Regions from separate parts of the Macaca mulatta genome. Here region 2 is linked to region 1. A link is a contact called in public Hi-C data. All regions are on one chromosome and are shown on one strand. Each heading gives the region's core, a stretch centred on a gene start, on an enhancer-like site or on the middle of the called end of the contact. The rest is flanking DNA. Distances are from core to core; before and after follow the strand shown. Region 1 holds the start of ZNF502 (zinc finger protein 502). Region 2 holds the start of TMEM42 (transmembrane protein 42).

The links. A called contact is a pair of places that touch in the nucleus more often than the background predicts.
Region 2: a Hi-C map of fetal cortical plate shows a contact between it and region 1, with 4 times the contacts expected there. The contact joins the promoter of TMEM42 here to the promoter of ZNF502 in region 1. A contact is called at or near these places in 3 of 14 Hi-C or Micro-C datasets (CD4 T cells, fetal cortical plate and liver).

Annotation. Positions count from the first base shown.
Region 1 is chr2:108,035,743-108,042,581 of T2T-MMU8v2.0, forward strand. It overlaps ZNF502 (zinc finger protein 502), which reads left to right and starts at 2,827. Exons shown (of 4, transcript XM_028844025.2): 1 at 2,827-2,967; 2 at 4,802-4,899.
Region 2 is chr2:108,195,893-108,202,731 of T2T-MMU8v2.0, forward strand. TMEM42 (transmembrane protein 42) reads left to right here and starts at 3,259. Exons shown (of 3, transcript NM_001194661.1): 1 at 3,259-3,472; 2 at 5,573-5,719; 3 at 6,415-6,839. The coding sequence starts at 3,281. The coding sequence ends at 6,555.

The DNA.
Region 1 (6,839 bases), core at 1,577-4,076:
CCTTGTGGCCAGAAAACTGCTTTTTTTCCTAAAATGAAGGCAGTCTTTTATTATTATTTTTTTGACTTCCAAAACTTGATTTATAGTGACTACAAATATCACTACTTTTGGAAGATTATAGAAAATCTCTTAGAAAAAATAATTTCAAACATTAGTCACACTATTGAAATACTCATCCAATATTAATAATTTGTTCTTCAGTAAGAAGTAGAATTCTTCATAACAAATGCCCCAGAGTTGCCTCACTCAAATACTACAGCCATTAAAAACCAAACTGTTAGAGAAATCATCAAAGTGTTTTTGTAGTCTTACTGAACACCTGTAGCTCTATCCTCTGTTGTTCCAATAGGCACCATATTTATTTGAATAAATAACAGCAGGTCGCATCTGACAGATACTAACACTAAGCTTACATACTGTATGATAAAACCTAACACTGCTACGTGTGTTTGCTGTAGGTGTACTGTCTGATGCACATGAAAGCGGACCTAGTTAACACCCTTTGGGTACAGGAGCGTTTACTTTGCCTTGACTGGTTCTCATTCTAACCAGCGAACTCTAACTTTGTGTTCATAATGACACAATTTTTTTGAGATGGAGTCTCGTTCTGTCACCCAGGCTGGAGTGCAGTGGCGCAGTCTCAGCTCACTGCAAGCTCCGCCTCCCGGGTTCACACCATTCTCCTGCCTCAGCCTCCCGAGTAGCTGGGACTACAGGCGCCCGCCGCTACGCCTGGCTAATTTTTTTTTTTTTTTTTTTTTTTTTTTTTTTTTTTTTTGTATTTTTAGTAGAGACGGGATTTCACCGTGTTAGCCAGGATGGTCTCAATCTCCTGACCTCGTGATCCGCCCGCCTTGGCCTCCCAAAGTGCTGGGATTACAGGCATGAGCCACCATGCCCGGCGAAGAATTCTTTGAAGGGCTTAATCCCAGTTGTAAGGCAACATTTTCTCTCGAGGGACTGCTTTGTTGCTGAAGAGTTGAGTCTCCTATGCTGATGTTTTTCTCTTTGACATCTTTGACAGACAGACATCTGTCGGAGTTCATGTCAACATTTTCACTACGGCTTCCTCCCTCATGAAGGAAGAGATTCTGACACCTGTATTTGAAGTTACTCCACATTTTTCCCACTTTATCCATTGATTATAAAATCGTTGGGGGCGCGTGGGGCGGCCTCATCCAGGACACCTGTGGCCCAGCAGGAAAGGGCGAGTCCGCCCATCCTCTGGTGCATCCTGTGCCCTCGGATTGCTCAGCGATCGCAGCCTTGCTTCCTCTGGACCGAGCCTGGGGATCCCAGCTCCACCAGATTCCCCCACCAGGCCCCTATCACCTTCCCTGCCGCCTCCCCTTCTTCACCTGTTTCCCCTCCCCTCTCCCCCCAAAACTACCCCTGCCCCGGAAAATACCTTCATATAATCTCTTTTGGCGGGTAAGGTAAATATGATTTAGAAGGAGTTTCTATTTCTCACAGGGAAGCAATATTCATCTCTGGAGTACATATTTTAGGTAATGTGGGGGAAGAAAGATAATTTTCCAGCAGTTTTAGCTCTCAAACAAGCAATATACATCTATATGGAATAACTATTTCCTGTAACTTGTTGGAAGTTGATGGTGACTAAGTCATTCATTAAATATTGATTGAACGCCTAGTATGTCAGCCAGTGCTCTAGGTGCTAGAGATACAGTATGAACAAAACACAAAAGGCCCCTGCCTTCAAACAGCTTACATTCTACCAAGGGAGATAACAACTGGATAGAGTGAGCTGAAGAAATGGGAATATGCCAGCTAGGTGGTACTTCCTTTCAGATGTGCAGAGAGCTTGCTTTCTGGATTTAATCTATGGCATCCTCATTTTTCAGTTTATCAAAAATGCAAATAATCTAAATTTCACCTGTATCTGATTAATGATTTCAACAAGTATTTATTTATTGAATACCTTCTCTACCAATCATTGTGCTAAACACTGAGATATAATGATAAGTAATAGCTCCATATAGCTGAGTAGAGTTGTATAAAGATGAACTGATTGGGTCTTTCACAGTTGTCCTTGGGTGGGATGCTACTTGTGTGTATCTTCCTAACGATACCTATGAAAGAAGTACAAGTGTATGCATTTAGCAGGGCACTGAATAGAAGGTTAGCTAGAGCTAGAATAATTAATAGTGATATGTGACTGTAAAGACCCATAAGGGCAACCGTCTAGGTGGTCAATTGAGAATTGGCATTGGGATTTGAAGAACCAGGATAAATTGGATAGCTGCGGTTAGGGAGAGCAGTTAGAAGGAAGGGAGATTATTCCAAAGGGAAAATCCTGGGGAAAAGATCTAGAGTCAGGAACAGGCAAGGGATTTCAGGGGGCCAATGGGAATTCAGTAACGTTAGAACAGAATGTATATGATAGGCAACCAAGAGACGTTGATATTGAGGTCAGTTTGTGTGGGCCTAGATTGGGAGTTTGTCCTTTATTCTAACATAACAGGGCATCACTCAAGGTTCTTAATAGAGACTTATTTTAAGCAGATAGAATATACTAGTTTCTTGTTGAGATGGCCCATTCCGGCTCCTACCCAGCATCCTTTCCATCCCAACGTCTCCCTATACAATTTTCCTGAGGGTTGAGGTAGCCACTGTGTTTCAGGCCAAGATAGTTGTTAATGGGATATCAGTAAAGCGACTGGGCTTGACGGGAAACAAGGCTGGAGTTACAGGCTGGGCTTGGAGGGAACGCCTTCTTCTAGGGTCCCATAGAGCTGTTCCTCCCGCTTCCTAGAGAATCAGAGAATGGCCGCGCGAGCCCGCTGCTGACGCACTACCGGCTGCGCCACCACTCTTCCGGTTTCAGAAGTTAAGGCTGATGTCCTGGCTCCCGTGAACCTCCGGGAGCGCCCGCGCCGCTCCGCGGGGAGTCCCTGGATCTCACAGTGAGCGGGTTGGGACCCAGGGAAGGGAAAAGAGGGGACACCGGTGAGCCACGGCTGGGGCGGCGGGCTGGAGGGTTATTTGGGAAGTCAGCCCCGGCCTCGATCCTCCCTAAGTTGCTGCCTACGCGTGCCGCCCGAACCTGGGACACTCCTGGCGGCTCGGCTCGCCCAACCTGCAGCCTCAGCACTGCAGACCCCAAGGCCCAGCACAGTGCCCAGCACAGAGGAGATGCCTAGAAAAATGGCAGAGTGAGTGAACGAATGAGTGAGTGAAGGATGGATGGATGATGAAGACCTAGGACCCATGTCAGGAAACGAGATCCTGGGGATCAGAATTCTCAGTTCAGATACCAGTTTCTTTCCCCGGCCTATCCTGTAGCTCCGAAACTTGTTTAGAGCCTGTTTTTATAGGAGACGGCACATAGTGTAAAGTGCGCTCGTTTGGAGTCTTGAGACCTGAGTTACAATTCTGGAGGGTACAGAAATCTCTAAAGTACTGTGTAGAAGTCTGTTCCTTGCTTCTTCACAAAGCCCAGTTGACAGTTGTATGTGATAGCATGTATGCAAACCTTAATGCCTCCCAATGAAGGGTTACTATCCATTACATGCCAAACATTACACCGAATTCAGGAGTGAGGCTACAAAAGAGTGACGCCGGAGACTGCCAAATGTAAACATGCTTCCAGTCTTGTGTAGGACGATAAGTGCATAAGCAGATTTTGGTGGTAATATTTTAAACTACATTTATTTAGCACTTACTGTATACCAGGCACTATTTGAAGCATTTGTGCTAATTGATTTAATCTTCACAACAGCGTATTATGTGTAGGGTTTTTGTTTTTTTGTTTTGTTTTGTTTTTTGTTTTTTTGAGACGGAGTTTCATTCTTGTTACTCAGGCTGGAGTGCAACAGCGCGATCTCGGCTCACCACAACCTCTGCTTCCCGGGTTCAAGCGATTCTCCTGCCTCAGCCTCTCGAGTAGCTGGGATTACAGGCATGTGCCACCACACCTAGCTAATTTTGTATTTTTAGTAGAAACGGGGTTTCACCATGTTGATCAGGCTGGTCGCGAACTCCTGACCTCAGGTGAATCGCCTGCCTTGGCCTCCCAAAGTGCTGGGATCACAGGCGTGAAACACTGCGCCAGGCCTATGTATAGTTTTTAAGTGAGGGAACTGAGGTACAAAGAGAATAGAAAACTTACAAAGACAATAGAAAACTTGTCCCAGATCACATTACTAAGTGACCCAAGGCTGCATAAGAGATAAAGTGTACTGCCGCAGCTTGGTTGAGTGCACTGTATGGTGCCGACATGCAGACCAAGAAGGGCTTCAGAGAGGAGTACATTTCAATGTGGTCTCATTGGAGGGATTGTTTAAAATTCTTGAAAAACTTCATCTAGCTCGCCTAGATTCCTTTAGCTAATTATTGAGGGGTAAGGAGGTGGCATCTGGGCAAAACCTTACAAGGTAGAGGGAGGAAGCCAGCTCTCTATTAGGTTAGCAGGATAGGGCTATTAAGAGCCTGTTTCCTTTTATCTTTCACCATAATACTCATCTTTCCCCAGATCTGCAGAGGGATCTTTTTAACATCTTAAAATCAGTAACAGCCAGATTATTCCACAATAGGCATTTGTAGAAGCACCCGTACATTACTTTCTGGGCAACTTATAGACCTAGGAGTCAGCAAATATGGACCAAATTTGGTCTGCCACTTTTTTTTTTGGTAAAACTGTTTTATTAAAACACAGGCAAATTTACATATTGTCTATTTCTGTTTTCAAACTACAAAGGCAAAGTTGAATGGTTGAGGCAGAGACTATATATCCCATTTAACCCATTAAACCTAAAAAAATTTGCTTTCTGGCCTGTTACAGAAAGTGTTTGCTGACCCTTGACATTGACAAACTGCTGACAGCTCAGATGATCCATGATTGGAAGGATGCGGTCATCACCAAGATGTCTTTCTTTCTCTGTAGGTTTTAGTATCAACCATAATAGCATCTAACCCCTGTTGAGTGCTGCCATCGAGTAGATATCTTTTTGAATGCTTTATGTGAATTAACTCATCAAGGATTCACGGATTATGAGAGCTGGAATGACCCATAAATATTGTCTAAGTTGTTACCCTTTTCAGATAAATGGCCTGTCATGTAGGCCCACTCACATAGGCTACTGGCAGAGCAAACTTTCCTGACTCCCAATCCAATCTACTATCATCTTGTGAATGGGAGGCCAATACCATAGCCTTTTGTTTTTGTTTCTGGGTTTTTAAAAAGTAACTTTTTCTAACTATAAAAGTAATATATGTTTATTGAAGGAGAAGTAAAATATATAGAAGAGTATAAAGGACTAAAGTAACCCATTAACCGATCTAGAGATAAGTGTGTAGGCTGTCTTTATGTCTTTTTAAAATGTGTGTGTTTTATCTGTTTATTAACAATAGTTTCTGTGTATTGAGTGCTTAGTCCCAGTATATGTGTGCATATTTCTTGTTTTTGTTTTAGTGTTTTGTATCTTCCTGTTTTAACATTATATTTTCTCATGAATATTCTTTGAAATTGTGATTTTTGATACTTTCATAATCTATCTTTGGTAGTCTGTCAATGTTTATTTGCCTGTTTAACAATTGTAGTAATAGTGTGATCTTTGTACATAAATCTCTGTGCCATCTCTGATTATGCTTTTTCACTTTTTCTTTGATCACAGAAGTTAGTTATTCCTATGGGAAAATTTTCAAACATTACAAAAACATAGGCTTTAAGGCAAAAGTTTACCATAATTTTATTCTTCAGAAATGATCACAATAAATAATTTGATATATATTCTTATAGATTTGTTAGTTTTGGTTTTTTTTTTAAGCAAAAGTAGAGCAAAATATAGATAATAGAGGGCATTTGGGAAAATTATTCACAATTCATTATTTTACCACAGTGATGATTATTTTTCCTTCTTGATCTTATTCAGATGTATTTTTAAGTTTTAATTTTTGAGCGGGGTCTCACTCTGTCACCCAGGTTGGAGTGTAATGGTGCTATCACAGCTCATTGCAACCTCTACCTCCCAGGTTCAAGTGATCCTTCTACCTCAGCCTCCTGAGTAGCTGGACACAAGCACGTCACATGTATATTTTAACAAACATATATTTTACATTATATTAATACTTGAAATTTTACTATATAGGGTATTTAACATATGGCATAAGTATTTTTTCCCAATAATCATATATTTTCATTTTTAATTGTCTTTATGTCTAAATAATTTTCACCAAGTAGAAGTATCATAATTTGCCAATCCTCAGTGTCCACCAATAGACAAACTTTATTTCTGTGTACATTTCAGGGGATATTTTTACAAGTAACAGAAGAATTCTGTTTCTCTTCTCTCTGGAAAGTTACTTTCTGAGAAAGTTCTAGTAGAATTACTAGGTCAAAGAATATAGTCTTTTTTTTTTTTTTTTTTTTTTGAGATGGAGTTTTGCTCTTGTCGCCCGAGCTAGAGTGCAGGGGCGTGATCTTGGCTCACTATAGCCTCTGCCCCCTGGGTTCAAGCAATTCTCCTGCCTCAGCCTCCTGAGTAGCTGAGATTACAGGCGCCTGCCAGTGCGCCTGGCTAATTTTTTGTATTTTTTAGTAGGGACGTGGTTTCGCCATGTTGGGCAGGCTGATCTCGAACTCCTGACCTCAGGTGATCCACCTGCCTTGGCCTCCCAGAGTGCTGGGATTACAGGTGTGAGCCACTGTGTCTGGCAGAATATAGTCATTTTTTATGGCATACTGATGACTCTGAGGTACACTACAGATGGTGTATATACAAAATGAGCATTCTGTTCTGAATTCCTGTATCCACAAAATGTTGACCACAGCATCCTAACTATAACTAAGCTACAACTTTCACACCTGATATATATTGCTA
Region 2 (6,839 bases), core at 2,009-4,508, 160 kb after region 1:
CTAATAAGGGAACTGGGCATGTGAGGATAAATAAAAAGGAGTGTATTAAAGAATGTTGTCCAAGTTGGCACCAGAGTTGGGGAGTTTTAAGAGGTTTAAAAGCCTGGCCGTCAATACCCACAACAGTTATGGAGGCAAGGGAAACAGGCCCTTGAAAAGAAGGTAATGTGGAGTTGGTAGCCTCTGTATTGATTAAGAAGGGGATGCACTTATCCTCCGCTGTAAGAGTTACCCGAAGCTCGGTGTCCATGACGGTCCAGGGGTCCTCCAAGGCGATCGGGCAGCATCAGTCTTCAGCTGCTAAGCTGAGAAGATCTGGGAAGGAGTCAGTCAGAGAGCCTTGGGCCAGAGTTCCAGGGGCTCTGGGAGTGTCCAACTGCCGGGCGAGTTGGACAGTCCGATTTCTAGTGGGGTCCTGCACAGTTGGGACATGGCTTAGGAGGAATCCCGGGCTTTGGGCATTTCTTGGCCCAGTGGCCAGATTTCCAGCACTTGAAGCAAGATCCTGGGAGAGGCAGTCCTGAAGGAATGCCTGGCCACTGTGGTTCAGACGTTTTGAAGTTCTTGCGTGCTGGAGATGTGGCTGGGGTTTCTCTCACAGTGGAGGCAAGTAATTGCAACTCAGAAATACATTGCTACTTGGCTGCCTCTATTATTGTACACCTTGAAGGTGAGGTTAATTAGGTCCTGTTGTGGGGTTGGAGGGCCGGAATCTAATTTTTGGAGCTGGGGGCTGGGGTGCAGTGGCACATGCCCATAATCCCAGCATTTTGGGAGGCCAAAGTAGGTGGATCACTTGAACTCAGGGGTTCAAGACCAGCCTGGGCAACATGTCAAATCCTGTCTATACAAAACAATACAAAAATTAGCCAGGCATGATGCACCCATAGTCCCTGCTACTCAGGAGGCTGAAGTGGGAGAATCACTTGAGCCCAGCAGGTTGAGGCTGCAGTGAGCTATGATCCGCCATTGTACGCCAGGCTGGCAAAGCAAGACCCTGTCTCAAAAAAAAAAAAGAAAAAGAAAAAATTGTCTGGGTTTGATGGTACATGCCTGTAGTCTTAGTTACTCAGGAGGCTGAATGGAGAGGATGGCTTGAGCCTGGCAGCTCAAGGCTGAAGTGAGCCATGATTACACCATTGCACCCTAGCCTCGGTGACAGAGACCCTGTGTCCCTCTAAAAACAAACAAAATTCAGTCTAGCTGTAGACCTAATCAGAATCTTCATCTTAGCAAGATCCCTAGGTGATGTGTGTACACAGTAGTTTCGAAGAGGCAGAAATCACTTCTCAGCAGTGTCTGAGGATGGCATCACTTTAGCCCATCATCACCAGGGCTGGGGACCCGGAGATTAACAACGATATAGTCCCTGCCCTCAAGGAGCTTGCAGGCTAGCAGAGAGACAGACAACCAGAGGAACAACCACAGGACTGGTATGAAGGTAGGGGAGTAGCAGAGACGGCTTTACAGAGGAGGTGGCTCTGAGATGCTTAACCTTTAGTACTAGTAGAGGCATCATTTGTTCTAAGAAAATTCGCTTTACATTCTTAATGCATGCAGAGTTGATCAATGCAACACCTCTTGATTTCCTCATAAGAGCTTTCAGAGGGTATCATCTTTGAGCAGCTCTTTACTCAATGGAGTGGTGCAGTGAGACCTCTGAGCCTATTTCCTCATCTGCAAAATGGGACAGTTTGTACTATATCGGCGTTACTGAAATTACCCGTGCTTTTTTTTTTTTTTTTTTTTTTTTTTGAGACAGAGTCTTACTCTGTCACCCAGGCTAGAAGGCAGTGGTGCAATTTCGGCTCACTGCAACCTCTGCCTCCAGGTTCAAGCAATTATTTGCCTCAGCTTCCCGAGTAGCTGGGATTACAGGTGCCTGCCACCATGCCTGGCTAATTTTTTTTTGTACTTTTAGTAGAGATGGAGTTTCACCATCTTGACCAGGCTGGTCTTGAACTCCTGACCTCATAGTCACCCACCTCAGCCTCCCAAAGTGCTGGGATTACAGGTGTGAGCCACCGCGCTCAGCCTTATCCGTGCTTTTATTTGAGCCACAAAACCACCCTGTGAGAGAAGCAGCACAGTGTGGAAGGACTTCCATAAAAAGTTGCTAAACATAAGATACAAAAAGAATGCTGCTGATCAGTATGTTCAACTGCGAAATAATTTTTGTTTAAAAAATGCATATACATTCTATAATTTTTTAAAACACTTTAACTGTATATAACAATAGACATATAGAAAAATGCTCTATTAACATTGATTTTCCTGGAGAGTTGCAACAGCACTTTATACATTTCAACACCACTTTATTTTCAAGGGAATGTAATTTTTAAATGGGAACATTTTATTTCTATTTTTGAGACGGAGTTCACTCTTGTTGCCCAGGCTGGAGTGCAATGGCACGATCTGGGCTCACCACAACCAACGCCTCCTGGGTTCAAGCGCTTCTCCTGCCTCAGCATCCCGAGTAGTTGGGATTACAGGCATGCTCACCACGCCTGGCTAATTTTGTATTTTTAGTAGAGACGGGGTTTCTCCATGTTGGTCAGGCTGGTCTGGAACTTCCAACTTCAGGTGATCCGCCCGCCTAGGCCTCCCAAAGCGCTGGGATTACAGGCGTGAGCTACCACGCCCGGCCGTAAACATTTTAAACATGTAAGTGCAATAGGAGATTAGAAGTCATGTTGATTCTGCGTGGCTTGATTATGGATTACTATCTTCCTCTCATCGCGGATCCGCATTTTTTGGTTTTCTGTGATGCGCTTGTCCCCATCTGGGGCTCTGGCGTCTTTCTGGGTCTAACGGTACCCAGCGCCCTCTGCCGAAGATCTCGGTACGGCGTCCTCAGGCTGGAGGGTGGAGCGGAGGAGGCCTGGTCGACCTGTATGGACTCGGTGGGCCGAGGCGGGGCCCGTTCGGCATCTTTAATAACTTTCACCGGGACCCGGTGGCCGGGATGGAGACGGCTAAGCCGCGAGATGTTTACCTACTACCACAGCGTCCACAGTACCCGGCTCGGCCTTAGGCCTCGGGTCCCGGCGTCCTCTCGGGAAGCACAAACCTACTACAGAGTAAGCCTGAGGCCACCATAGCCCTGAGGCTCTGCCACGCCCCCTGGCCCGCCCCCTCCGAGGCGCCGGGGAGCGATTCCCAAAGTGCCTGCGGGAGCGCCGCGTCACGGGAGCGCCGCGTCACGTGAGGCTGCCGTCCAATCGTGGCGCGCGCTCGGTCCTGCTGGCGGCTGGCGCCAGGCACGGTGGCAGCGGGCAACATGGCCGAGAGGCCGCGGCCTCCGGGCGGCGCCGTGTCTGCGACCGCCTACCCCGACACCCCTGCGGAATTCCCTCCGCACCTCCAGGCGGGTGCAATGCGGCGCCGCTTTTGGGGCGTATTCAACTGCCTGTGCGCCGGCGCGTTCGGGGCCCTGGCCGCCGCCTCCGCCAAGCTGGCCTTCGGCAGCGAGGTCGAGCCCGGGGCGCTGCTGCTGCTGCTGCTGCGGGCGGGCGGGCTGGGCGGCGCTGGGCGGAGGAGGGGCGCTGCGGGGCCCGCGGGGCTCCTGGGGTGGGGCGGGGGTGGGCACAGGGCGCCGCCGCACCCTCGCCGGTCTGTCCGGCTGGGGCCCCCGGCCGCGCACGGCGCTGCGGTCAGCTGGGGTGGGAGAGTGTGTTTCGCCTCTAATCACGCCAAACCCTCGTCCAGTGTAGGCGGTAAGAGACGTCGGGGACTGAGGCCTCCTCCCTTACCAGGGACCTAAAACCTTTTCTCCGGTTGGGCTAGTTCGCTCTCGGGGAAGACCTACACCTCCTACATCCACCCTCTACCTCTCATTTTAAGTCCCTTGTGCCTGAACATTTCTCTCCACGTGACTCTTAAGGTGAGAAGCCTGTTGCCCATCCCTTTACTCCGTAATTAACGGGTATTGTGACCAGATGACCTGTCTGCCCCACTACCAGGAAAATTGGGAGTTTGGGATACTGTAGGCATAAGCAGATACTGACAGAGACGTTCTGGTTGTTTTCCTGACGCTGAGAACTCCCAAACTTGCCTCCTGGCGTCTGCTAAGGTGTATCTCTGCCTCTCCCGTCCCATGTCGTAGACCAGCCTCTGCTTGCTAGAGGGGTTTCATTGCATCTGCAGCCCAGGGTTAGCCTCTGACCTGGACAGTGGTCACTGATTATTTAGGGTTAAGCCTATTTAGGGCTAATCCAGTAGGAGCTGCCATGCTTGAGGTTAGTATCCCATTGGGTGTAGTTCATAGGGTAGGTAGTCGAAAGTAAAATGAATAACTTTGTATGGGCCATGAAGTTTGTTGTCATGAACCAGACCTTCATAACCCTTTATGTAAGCAGGTTGCCACTGGCCCATATGCTGCTTTGTGTAAGACAAGGTTGTCCAACTCGCGACCCAACACAAATTTGTAAACTGAAAACATGAATTTTTTTGCGATTTTATTTTTACTGTTTTTAGCTCATCAGCTATCATTAGTGCTAGTGTATTATATGTGTGACCCAAGACAATTCTTCCAGTGTGGCCCAGGGAAGCCAAAAGACTGGACACTCTGGTGTAAGTTATAAGAAAGCACCTTTTTCTCAAGACACTATGTGTTCAGCTGCTGAGAAACCACTACAAGTAATAAATATGATACTTAGATTCCGCCCCCCGCACCCTCCCCTCCTCGCCTTGTCTCCAGGCCGGCTTCTAACTCACCACCAAGCAAGGGGGGCTGCATATCCTTTGTGTAGGAGGCTTCTAAAGATCCTCTCTTTTCTTGAGACTTTCTCCTTTAAAAAAGAAAGAAATTATCTGCAAGTTCTCCAAGGAATGTCTGGGATCACTAAATAGTCTGAGGTGGTGTTTCCCCCAGGCAGGACTGTGTCCTAGTTAAGAGCATGGAGGTACACTGCCTGATTGTGAAGCCTGGTGGCTCTCATCACGGTAGCACTTTAAGAAAGTTACTTGATGCCCCTGGGTCTTTATCTGTAAAATGAAGTTAAGGAATAAATGAGAATGCTTAAACTCTTAGCACAGGGCCTAACACAGAGTAAAAGCTCAAGAATGCCCAGAGGGGGTGAGCCTTGCTGGGCTATAACTTGTATAGGATTTGGGGGTGGGAATACAGAGCATACATCGCTAATTCGTGCTTTCCCTGATCTCAAGAAGTAAGAACTCCATCCCTGACTTAACTCATACTACCTACGGAGTAAGAACTACTTGGCCCTCTGGGACTGATCTTCAGGCACTGGTCATTGTAAGACCAATAAGGGGCTGGTGTCAGTAGAAAATACTGACTTTGGATTAGCATTTTGCTTCTTCCCAAGATCGTATGGCCAGCAAGGTGGCCAAATGAGTGTCTTCTCTGAATTTGCTTTACTTGTAAGATGGGTCTGCTGCCCACTGAGGGTTAAATGAAGCCCTGTGCAGAAAAGCTCTGAGGCCCTCTGAGCTGTAGTGGGAGCTCAGTAGGAGCCTGGGTGCCAGCAGCCACAGCGCTGGCTGTGCTGTGAGGGGGTCTGCAGGTTGCTGTGCAGGGTGGATGTGGCTGCAGTGACACTTTCTCCTGCAGGTGAGCATGGGTTTATGCGTCTTAGGCATTATTGTGATGGCGAGCACCAATTCTCTGATGTGGACCTTCTTTAGCCGGGGCCTCAGTTTCTCCATGTCTTCAGCCATTGCATCTGTCACAGTGACTTTTTCAAATATCCTCAGCTCGGTGAGTAGCCTGAGGGTGTGGTGCTCTTATCCTAAATCTGGGTTCTGGGTGAGTTGTCTTTGGGTAACCCCTCCTTTCCCAGACAGGAGAAAGGACAGGAACTGAAGCAGAGGTTGGGCTGTGGCTTGACCCCTGGATGATGCTCTATTCATGAAGCAAATGTAATTCTAATCATGGAGGAATTCTCAAGTTAGATTTGAGTGAAGCCTGACAGTAAAAAGCCTGCTTGCTTGCTGTGCCTCCAGGGTGGAGCCCTCATTCTGAAGTCACTGTGCATCCTAGCTGTTTCCTAGGTTTCTGTGCACTCAAGGCTCCATGAGATTTAGAGCATTGGGATTCCCAGAGACTTTTCTTCCCTATGTAATCTGAGGTTGACAAGATGGAGCTGAGCCTAGTCAATCTTGAATTGAGAGAGAAACAAATACCAGGTACCAGCTGTGTCTACCTGCTGGCCTCTACTGGGTCTTTCTTGTGTGCTTTGCTGAGGTCCAGTGCAGTGAGGGAGGTAGCCTCTCCATTCATGCAGGTGAGATTGAATAGAGTGACTTGATGAAGGTGACAAGTAGGTTTCAGGCCCAAGGCTTCTGGCTCCAGACCTTTCCTTCTGGCACCCTTAGAAGGAAGTTAGTCCCAGGAGAGTGAGGTTGTGCCCACCCGCTGAAGTTGAGTCCCTCACAATTGTCTTTGTCCCACAGGCCTTCCTGGGCTATGTGCTGTATGGAGAGTGCCAGGAGGTCTTGTGGTGGGGAGGAGTGTTCCTCATTCTCTGCGGACTCACCCTGATCCACAGGAAGCTTCCGCCCATCTGGAAGCCCCTTCCACACAAGCAGCAGTAGCACCACTTGGCTGGACGGACTAGCTGGAGAGATCACGATGGTGGCCCAGCCTTGGGATGGCATGTGGGACTGTGTCCTAGGGCGACCCAGTTGTGCAGCCTTCTGACCATCAGCCAAGGGAAGCAGGCCTCTGACGGAGCAGGCTTGAGGGTGGACAACTCTGGCTCTGTAAGGAGAGGTGCAGCCACAGCAGTGTTCTACTGGAAGCGTTTTGATCATCTGTGCAGTGCTTTGGATTCTTGCTCCCAGGCCCACACCAGTGAGCCTTCGCAGATGCTGGAGAT